2 separate regions of the Mus musculus genome follow, and region 1 is linked to region 2. The links are chromatin contacts, called in public promoter capture Hi-C maps. All regions are on one chromosome and are shown on one strand. Each heading gives the region's core, a stretch centred on a gene start, on an enhancer-like site or on the middle of the called end of the contact. The rest is flanking DNA. Distances are from core to core; before and after follow the strand shown.

Region 1 (5,006 bases), core at 1,796-4,295, 2.8 Mb after region 2:
GCCCCCCCCCCCGCCAAAAAAATATTTAATTATATGAGTGCTCTGCTGCATATACATCCTCTGGCCAGAAGAGGGCATTAGATCCCCTTGTAGACGATTGTGAGCCACCTTGTGGTTGCTGGGAATTGAAATCAGGACCTCTAGAAGAGCAGCCAGTGCTCTTAACCACTGAGTGATCTCTCCAGCCCCCAAAGGTATTTTCTATAGGGTTAGGGGAATCTTGTTAGATAAATAACTATAGCAGTAATTTGCCAGGAGCTGAGTGCACACAGTGGTTAGAAGGCCCAGGTGTTGTCAGGCATGGTGATGAACACCTTTAGTTATACCATTCAGGAGCCAAAGACAGGCATATCTCTGTGAGTTTGAAGCCAGCCTGGTCTACAGATCCAGTTCCAGAACAGCCAGGGTTGTTACACAGAGAAAACCTGTCTTGAAGAAGAAGGAGGAGGAAGAGGAGGAGGAGGAGGAGGAGGAGGAGGAAGAAGAAGAGGAAGTAAGTCACCCTGGGTACTCAGAAGGCACCACAAAGGATCTTTCTGACAGAATGTATGGCTATGGAAGGTTAGTTATCACTGTGGGTTGTTTTTTTTTTTTTTTTTCTGGTTTTATCCAAGATCTGTCTTTTTTTTTTTTTTTCCTCAAGAATAGTCTGTTAAACCACACAATGGATCTGTGAACTTGTGAACTTGAGTATTACACATAAAAAATATGGAACGCTTCACGAATTTGCGTGTCATCCTTGCGCAGGGGCCATGCTAATCTTCTCTGTATCCTTCCAATTTTAGTATATGTGCTGCCGAAGCGAGCACCACTGTGGTTTTTTGTAAGCCAGTTAATGCCAGAGCCTGGAAGAACAGGGAGGAACCGGATAGGAGGAAAGTTCCTGATCTACACTAAAGTAGCCAGACAATAGCTATATATGTGATTTTTTTTTTTCTGAGACAGATTTTCTCTGTGTAGCCCTAGCTGTGCTGGAACTCCAGGCTGGCCTCAAACTCACAGAAATCCACCTGCCTCTGCCTCCCAAGTGCTGGGATTAAAGGCATGGGCCACCACCCAGCATTAGGTGTTATTATCATTGTTGGTCTTGTTTTTCCTTGAGGGAAAGAGGAGAGTCTATTGTCCCTCGTTTGAGGTCTGGACCTTACCAACAAGCTGGCTGAAGCTTCATTCCTTGCCCACCTTCAGGCCTCTTCCCAATACCCCCATGCCCGGTGTACACCCTAAAGCTTGCTGACAGGTGTTTGCTGAGTGTTGGAACTGGGTAGGCCTGGAGACCAAGTACAGTACCCTCTATGTTCTTTCTATCTGCCTGGTCCAACCTGCATGGGAAAGACATTCCATTTTTACCTGCTTTGAGTTTGCTCTGGGCAGAGACACAAAGGTTTACTAGTCATACCCATTCCTCAAAGGTAAAGCAGCTGTATGTAGAGTCATCAAGGCAACCCTGTGGGCTAGAGCATCTTGGGAACTCTAAGCCCAGCCTGGAGAGTCCAGAAAGGCTCCTTGGAGTAGAAAACTACCAAATCAATACCAAAAGACAGGAAAAAGTGAGCAGTAGGTAAGAGGACAAGAGTAGGTTTGAGTCAGGTGTAGGGTGCACACCTGTGATCCCAGCTGTCTGGTAGCCTGATGCAGGAAGACCACTAGTGCAAGGTCAGCCTGGACAAATTAGCAACATCCTAACTCAAATATGAATTTAAAAAGGAGATGGGTATAGTGCCATGCACATACCTCTAATCCCACTTGGGAGGCAGAGGCAAGTTGATCTTTGTGAGTTTGAGCCCAGCCTGGTCTACATAGCAACTTCCAAGTCAGCCAGGACATAGAAAGACCAGACCCTGTCTCCAAAACAAAGACAAACACAAAACAAAAAATTCCACCATCGCCACTACTACCACCACCACCAGAAACTTCAAACAGACATTCATGCATGGTGCTGCATACCTTTATTCCAGGCAAGGTCTCTGTGACTTCTAGGATAGCCCAGTAGACATCAGTTCTAAGCCATCCAGAGCTACAGAGTGAGACTATATATATATATATATTTTTTTTTTAATGTTTTGGGGAGCTGGAAAGATGGCTCAAGGGTTATGGGTGCTTGCTGATCTTGCAGAAAACATGGCTTTGGTTCCTCCTCCTGAATGGTGGGATTAAAAGGATATACCACCACTGCTCATCTTAACATCTTACTTTTTTTTTTAAAGATTTATTTATTTATTACATGTAAGTACACTGTAGCTGTCTTCAGACACTCCAGAAGAGGGCATCAGATCTTGTTACAGATGGTTGTAAGCCACCATATGGTTGCTGGGATTTGAACTCAGGACCTTCGGAAGAGCATTTGGTACTCTTAACCACTGAGCCATCTCTCCAGCCCCAACATCTTACATTTTTAAAGGGGCTGAAGACTGAAGATATAATGAATAGTAAAGTGCTTGCCTATTACTTACTAAATGAGACCTTGGGCTCAGTCTCTACTACTACTAGTACTACTACTACTTCACAGAGAGAGAGACAGAGACAGACAGAAACAGAGACAGGATATGAATCTCAGTGGTATAAAATTTGCCCAGCATGTTTGAGGTGGGTGCAATCAATCCTCAGTCACTGCCACCTGCTGATTCAAAAAGGCTCAGATGCAAGACATGTTGGTCAACTCCTGCAATCCAAGCACTGGGGAAGCAGAGACAGCCTGCTCTATAGAGTGAATTCCAGAACAGCCAGCTCTACACACACACACACACACACACACACACACACACACACACACGTCTCAAACAAACAAACAAACAAACAACACAAAGTTTCAGTTGATATAAGAAAAGGCACCGGGCAGTGATGGCCTTTAATCCCAGCATTTGGGAGGCAGAGTCAGGCGGATATCTGAGTTTGAGGCCAGCCTGGTCTACAGAGTGAGTTCCAGGACAGCTAGGGCTACACAGAGGAACGCTGTCTCAAAAAAAACAAAAACAAAAACAAAAACAAAAAAAAAACACAAAAAAACAAAAAACAAAAAAACAAAACCAAAAAGAAAAAAGAAAAGAAAAAGAACAAAGAAAAGGCTTAGCATGTTGGGTCCTGCGTAGGAACAGAGGAGTTATAGCCACTTAGGGCTCAGAGCTCAACCACAAATTTAAGCAGATCTTGTAAGAAGTTTACCTAATTTCAAAACTCGACCAGAAACCCTAGTAGAGCCAGGTGAGATCTGACCAGAATCCATTTTTACTCAGGCCCAGGATCAGCGATCATCTAGGAACCCTACTGGGGATCTAATTCTGGAAAGGATTGCACACTGCCAGGGCGAAAGTGGAACAGGTCACAAAAGCCCTAAAGCAGATATGTGTGGGCTCCGAAATATGCCCGGGGTATCCGGGGAAGTTCAGAGGCTAGTTTGAAAGGGGTCTCAGGAGTTTAGGAAGAAGCGAAAGGCACTCAATCTGTGGGGAGGCGACAGGTTATAAGGGAGATCGCCCCCAAGGCGGAAGAGGCGCGCGGAGGGCACCTAGGGGCGCCGGAAGGGGCGCGTGGGGCGGTTGGCAGCGGCCGGGGGCGGAGGCCGTTGGCTAACTGGCCTACCAATACCAAACTATCTCTCTGGCTTCTTGCCGGGCTGCGGCCACAATGACAAAGGACTCACCCACCCCCTTGGGTGGTGGCCGCGCGTCGCCCAAGAAGCCAAGCAGCCCCGGCCCAGCGGCCGCAGTGCTGGAGGAGCAGAGACGAGAGCTAGAAAAACTACGGGCAGAGCTGGAGGGCGAGCGCGCGCGCGGCCGGTCGGAACGGAGGCGTTTCGCTACCCAGACGCGCCAGCTGCGGGAGTCGGCTGAGCAGGAGCGGCAGCAGCTGGCTGACCATCTGCGCTCCAAGTGGGAGGCACGACGCCTCCGGGAGCTGCGGCAGCTGCAGGAGGAGGTGCAGCGCGAGCGTGAGGCCGAGATCCGGCAGCTGCTGCGCTGGAAGGAGGCAGAGATGCGGCAGCTGCAGCAGTTGCTACACCAGGAGCGCGATGTTGTATTGCGCCAGGCAAGGGAGCTTCAGCGTCAGCTGGCCCAGGAGCTAGTGAACCGTGGTTACTGCAGCCGCTCAGGGGCATCCGAAGCCTCCGCGGCACAATGCCGCTGTCGCCTGCAGGAAGTGCTGGCGCTGCTGCGCTGGGAGACCGACGGCGAACAAGCCGCGCGCATCCGCCACCTGCAGGCGGCGCTAGACGTGGAGCGCCAGCTATTCCTTAAATACATCCTAGAGCACTTCCGCTGGCAGCCGGCTTTACCGGGACCCGCGGACCCCCAAGCCACGCATTCCTTGGAAGAGCCGCCCCTAGAAGCCCAGAGTAACACTGGTGGCACCCCAAAGCCTGCTCGTCGACTCGGATCCCTCGAAAGCCTGAACACTGGCGTCCGGGTTCATTCTCCAAACGACCTGCTGCCCACGCGCGCCGGCTCCCTCGAATCTTTGGCAACAGCACATTCCTGCTCACTGGACAACACACTGAATTGCTCCCAGGCTTCTGAATCCGAGGTAAGGGCCCCTGCGACCAGCGCGTCTATTCCAGACACCTCCAGTCCCCAGCCGCCGCCTCAGCTACCATCAATACATAGGAAACCTAATGACCTGCAGAAAGAAAGCTCCGAGAACAAGCCCTGCGAAGCCTCGACCTCCTCGCCTCCGGGTCTGGACTACCAGGAACTGGTGAGGCAGAACTCGGAGCTGGCCGAGGCATTGCAGGTGCTGGTTCGCCGCTGTTGTGACCTGCGCGAAGAAAACTTGCATCTGCGGCGTAAAGGCTTCTCCGAGGAGGCAGGAGAGAAAGTGAAATGGCTCAAGGTGAAGCACGCAGAGCTGACCGATCTCGCTCAGCGCCTTGAAGACAGGGCCCGCAAGCTTCAGGAGACCAATCTGAGGGCCATGAGTGCTCCAGTGCCAGGTGAGAGCCTCGAAGGTCTGGACCTGAGCCAAGTGTTTACCTGCCAGCGTGCTCAGGACCTGTCAGAACAGGCTGGCGC
Region 2 (5,613 bases), core at 235-2,734:
GGATCTTGCAACAGTTTCAAATACACTTTCCGATTATGAAAGCATGTCATTAAGATCTGTTGCCTTATCACTAAAACACATGAAAATACAGCTCCACTTTCCCGTCTGTCAGATCTGAGCATATTCCAGCTGCTAGCTTGCTAGAGCCTAGCAAGACTCCTGCTATACAGCAGATGCTCAATAAATATGGGTAACAGTGCATTGAGAATTGTTACCTGAAAGTAATTATCTTTAAAAAACTTATTCACAGAGGTAAAGAAACTTCCTGCCAAGCCTGATGACTTGAGTTAGCTCCCTGGAATCCACAAAGTTCCACAAAAAACAACTCTCCCAGGCTGTCCTGACCTCCACAAGCACAAGTTTATATACACACCCACACACATACACACATAGAAGTAAATGCTGTTACTACAACCACCACCTCCACCACCACCACCACCACCACCACCACCACCACCAAACTCTTATTCATACTGAGGGGGACCTGACTTGTGGTTGACCTTCAAAAATTGTTTATCTTACTCATTTTCTTTATTACTTTTTAAATTAAAATATTTTTTCAGGGGTATACATAGCTCAGCTGGTGGAGTGGTTCCTGCTGACAACAAAACCTAGGAGGAAGCCTGGGTTTTGTTGTCAGCGCCCCAGGTGGCTGGGGTAATAAGAAGTGGAGGAAAGGTGATGCACACCTTTAATCCCAGAGCTTGGGAGACAGAGGCAGGCAGATCTCTGAGTTCGAGGCCAGCCTGGTTTACAAATTGAGTTCCAGGACAGCCAGGGGCTTCATAGAGAAACTTCAGTCTGTCTTAAAAAAAAAAAAAAAAAAAATGGAGGCAGAGGGGCTCACAAGTTCAGGGTCATTCATCCTCTACTACATAGTGCTTTAGAGGCCAGATTTAGTTATTATATGAAACCCTGTCCCCAAATTCCTCATACCAAGTAATAAGGAAATGAGTTATTTCCTGGCTGCACTCAGAATGGGAGAAATTCCCAGGGTGCTTTGCAGACCATGGAGGAGGGGTGGCAAACTGGTGTTCAGGATGGAGATCTCAGTGTTTAGAATGGATTCATAGGGCTCCTGATTCAAACGAACTACACTTCTACTCGTTGAGGGACTCTGAGCGAATTTCCTCACCTTTCTGAGCCTCAGTTTCCTTATCTGTTCTCTTTCCTTTCTTGGGAGCTCACATCCATATCCCTCCAGGTGCAACTGAAGGAAAAAGCCCTAAAATCACGCAAGCACCGAGCGTTCTCCCGCAGCGGGGGGCCAGCGGTACAGTTAGGGTCACCTGGGATGAAGCCCAGGTGTGGAGGGCCCAGTGCGGGGTTCTTCCGGGCCGTGTCGGCTTTAGGAGCCGCCAGTGAGTGGGAGCTGCAGACGAGGCCTGCAGGCCCAGGCCAGGGCAACTCGTGGCCGTGCTCGCTCCCACGCGCGGGGCGGGGCGGGGTGGGGCGGGGCTGCATCCCGGTGACGCGGGCCAACCGCGCGGCGCTGCGCCTCCTCGCTCAGCCGGCCGCCCGCATGGCGCTGCGCAGCTTCTGCAGCGCTGATGGCTCCGATCCACTCTGGGTAAGGTGGTGGGCCGCGGGGGACGGCGCGGGGGCGACCGGGGACTCGGAGGACGTGGGGGGACGCTGGGACGCGCGGACCCAGCTGCTCCCCTAGCCGGAGCCCTGCTCTGCTTACGCGGGGATTCGCCACCCGGGCCCCGGCGTAGCCGCCGCTCTCTTACTCTGGGGACCGGGTTCCGGGAGAGCTGGGTGTGTGCGGGGAGGTGCCTCTGTGCTTTGGGGTTCTGCCATCGGGAAGGGACGCCAGATCTGGAGGCAGCAAATTGGGGATTTTCTGTGTTTTGTGGGGGTAGGATCTCCGTTTACCGCGCACACACTATCATAGAGCACCGTGCAGGAGCCCAGACTCTAGAAAGGGACTTCCCATCGCTTGTGTTGGGGTTCCCCACTGTTTGTTTTACCTCTCGTTTACTCTGGCTTCATGTTTTTTTTTCTCATCCTCTCTCCTTTCTGCCTAAATGCTATCAGGGAACTTTAAGGAAATAAGGAAAAGCCAAGAGAGGGGAGAAGGGCCTTTCTGTCTCTTTTTGTAGGTTTGGGGTGCAGTGGAAAATGCCCTGGACTCTGTAACCAGGAGAGTGCCTTCTACTCTGAGTCAGAGAGACTCCGCTGCTCTGGGGATGTCCCGGGGACTTCAGGCCCTCTCCAGGTAGCTTTCTTGTGAAATGATCCTAGGCTGGGTTCCCTGGCTGACTGCTCTAATCTCCAGTGCTTGTGTATTTCGTGTTCCTGTAATGCTGTTCCTGTAATGCGATTTGCCTGTTATTCCAGAACACTCCTGCATCACATTGTCCTGATTATTAGTGACTACAATAGGAAACCCTGGACACAATGACTTTTCTTTTTGTTTGAGAAACAAGAAAAACATCCCTGTTTCTTAGCAGCTGATGGTTAGCGCCCACAAGTATTTGTTCTGTTTTGTGGTACCTCCGTGATAGACTGCATTAGGAATGATGACCCCTGAAGGCCCCCTGGGAGACTTTTGGGTGAGGAGGGTGCCAATTTTGGTTGAGAAACTTACCATACTTGGATAAATGGTTCATTTTAAAGCCAAGAGGTTGGAGGTTTCTCCAGAGCTGGAAACAGAGCTTGTGATTTACATTCGGGAGTCTGCAAGAGATAGGTGCCTGTTTGCCACACAGGAACACTGTGTGTCCTCTACCCTTGTGCCAAGTGTAGAGACAACGAGGTTATTTTGCAAGAACTCAGGGGGATCTGGGTCACTAACATGGGTGCTGGAGTATTTCCTGAATTTCTTTTTTCTCTTATGGTGGAGGGGAAGTAGACATTAGATTTTCTACCAGTTTGCATATTTTATTTTTGCATATATATAACACACACATACATATATTGTGTGTGTGTGTATGTTTGAGTGTATGCATACCATGGCACATGCGCACATCAGACTTGTGTGGAACTCTCTTTCCACAGTGTGGGTTCTGAGGTCCTCAAGCCTCTCACCAGTTCACATCTGGATGTATCCTATTGTTGCGCAGTGATGACTAGGAAATGTTGGGAGGTATTCTCTAGCTTCTAATATGCTAAAAAGCCTACCCAAGAAGCCTGACTTGGTGTTCTTTCCTTCTTGGAACTTTTTGCCACAGAAAATGAAGATGGATGGATTGTGTTTGGCAGTAGTGGTGGCTGGCCTTCCCCTTAGGCAGCTTCCCATCCTCCCTTAAGTCTCATCTTGCAGATTTCCTTTCGGCCCCTCTTCTCTCTCACTGGTCTAGGCTTGATGGACACCCTGTTTCTGGAGTCCTGGAATCAGAATGGGTGAGAGGGCCACTGGCAAGCAAGAACTTATGTGTAGCTAGAGAATCCAAACACAAAACAGAGTGGGTTGGTTGGCCTGGTGTGCACCTATCTGTAATCACACCATTGGGAAAGCTGAGGCAGGAGAAGTGAAATTCAGGCCAGCTGTGCTAGAGCAAGACTGCTTCAAAGAACAATAAACTAAAGTAGGTGGCTTTGCACCAGCATATCTATACCGCTGCCACACCCTGCCATTCTAGACCTCACCATCTTGAGTTGTTTCATTGTTTACTGTGCTCAGTTTCTATAGAACAGCCCTTCTGGGCTGCGGCCATGGTCTTATCAGTGTTCGTGGTCTAGCCTTCTCTCATGTATTGTATTGTATCCCAACTGCAGCTTCCCCTCCCTCCTCCCCTCCTTGTTCCTCCCTTCACATCCCCATCTTCCCCAGATCTGCTCCTGTTTCCCTTCAGATGGGAGCAGATGCAGAGACCTACAACCAAATATTAGGTGGGACTTGAGGAACCACAGAAGATGGGGAGGAAGGATTGTAGAAGCCCGGTGTGAGGACACCAGGCGAGCACAGCCCACAGAATCAGCGAAGCAGGGCTTGTAAGGACTCCCGGAGATCGATGGGAGTGGGCTGCTGTCCTTTTGCTACTGGTACTTGGATCCTTTTAGGACCAACATTATGCTTAGAGAAGTCAAGATTCCAGCCGTCAGGAACCCTCTCGGAGTCTTGCTCCTGGGCTAGCTCGGGTCTACTGCTGAGAACTTACAACCTTCCCTTGTGCAAAGGTCTAGGATGAGAACAGAGAAACAATGTTATGTAAGTGGAAAGCTGAGCTAAGAGCTGGCAGGGGCTTGCTTTATTCAGTGGGAGTGTGGAGCTGGTAGGAAGTCCGTGGTTTTGTGGCTGATCTTTGAGAGAAGGTTGGGAAAAGGGACTTGGGCCTTTCTTTGTAAGTTACTTAAAAAAAAAAAAGTATGAGGAAATGGCTCAGTGCGCAAGCGTGCTTGATGTATTAGCAGGGAGACCTAAGTTTGAGTCCCAGGACCCATGTAAATAGCCAGCCCTGGCTCTGTCTATAACTGTAGCATTGAGCGGGTGGAGTTTCCCAAAAGAGCAAGTTTCAGGTTCAGTGAGAGACCCTGACTCAAGGAAATATGAAGGATGATAGAGGAAGACACCTGGCATACTCCTTTGTCCTATAAATTGGTATGTGTGCTCTTACACATGTACACACATGTATATATCCCACATCTATATATCACACACAGTAAATTAGAAAATTAGAAAATATGTATTAAGCCTGGTGCAGGCCTGTCATCCTGGCTACTGAAGAAGCTGAAGCAGGAGGACCACAAGTTCAAGGCTAGCCTGGGTAACTTATAAGACCTTGTTTTAAAATCACATGTAAAAAAGGACTGGAGATTAGTTCTGTGATACAACACTTGCCTAGTAAGTCTGAGGTCCCATGCTCAATTCCCTGACCTCAAGAAACAAAAACAAAAGTGAAGAATAAGAAAAGTATCAATTTCATGCCTAATGTAGAAATATTGGAAAACTCAGTCAGTTGCATAGGTGACTGCTCAGAGCAAGTCCCTGTGTGCCCTGTGTTCAGAAGCTGGCTCTGCAGCTAAGATGGGTTCTACTCTGTACCTCAGTTTCCCCATGTAGAATAATGGAGTGCCTAGCCAAGGGTGGTAGTTTGAGTGCTGAGTAGAATTCTTGGCAAGCACTGGGAACAGTGCTCCTTGGTACCTAGTTAGCACTCAGTAGATGTACGGGCTTGTAGTTGGGTGGGACTCCATAGTTGCATCTGCTGAGAACATCTGGGCATACACAAAAGTCAGCAGCAGATGGGCCTTGCAGGCTCTGGAGTGAGTTGGCTATGGGGCCTGATTTGATTTGTGGTACCTTCTAGCTTTCCACCTCCCTGAACATTGTAACCGACCAGTTGGCAAACAGGTCCCAGTGACTGGTGTTCCTGGGGTAGCAGGAGGCCCTGGAAAGCCTGCCTGCTTTGCTTTGCTTCCCTCTCTCCTTCCTTACCTCCCTCCCTCCCTCCCTCCCTCCCTCCCTCCCACTGCCTTCTAAACTCCCCCCCCCCCCATCTTCCTCTCTCTCCTAAGATTGATTGCTGTAGTCAGTCAGGTCGACATTTTCTTCCCCTTACCAGATAGATGGATGTAGCATCAGTGTGCAGCCCAGAATGGTGGGGTGTGGATGCCAAGATAACCAGGCTTTGGGAACTTGTGGTAGGAACTGAGACTCCTGTTCCT

The links. Promoter capture Hi-C pulls out the DNA fragments that hold promoters and counts their contacts.
Region 1: a contact with region 2 is called in a promoter capture Hi-C map of the 3T3-L1 cell line, with 4 times the contacts expected there. The contact joins the promoter of Rimbp3 here to the promoter of Abcc1 in region 2. A contact is called at or near these places in 1 of 39 promoter capture datasets (the 3T3-L1 cell line) and 1 of 115 datasets of contacts at active chromatin or transcription factors (astrocytes).

What each region holds. Positions count from the first base shown.
Region 1 is chr16:17,205,090-17,210,095 of GRCm38.p6, forward strand. It overlaps Rimbp3 (RIMS binding protein 3), which reads left to right and starts at 3,046. Exons shown (of 1, transcript NM_001033338.3): 1 at 3,046-5,006. The coding sequence starts at 3,625. Gm22129 (a small nuclear RNA gene) reads right to left here and starts at 809; the gene lies at 703-809.
Region 2 is chr16:14,360,074-14,365,686 of GRCm38.p6, forward strand. Abcc1 (ATP-binding cassette, sub-family C (CFTR/MRP), member 1) reads left to right here and starts at 1,485. Exons shown (of 31, transcript NM_008576.3): 1 at 1,485-1,570. The coding sequence starts at 1,523.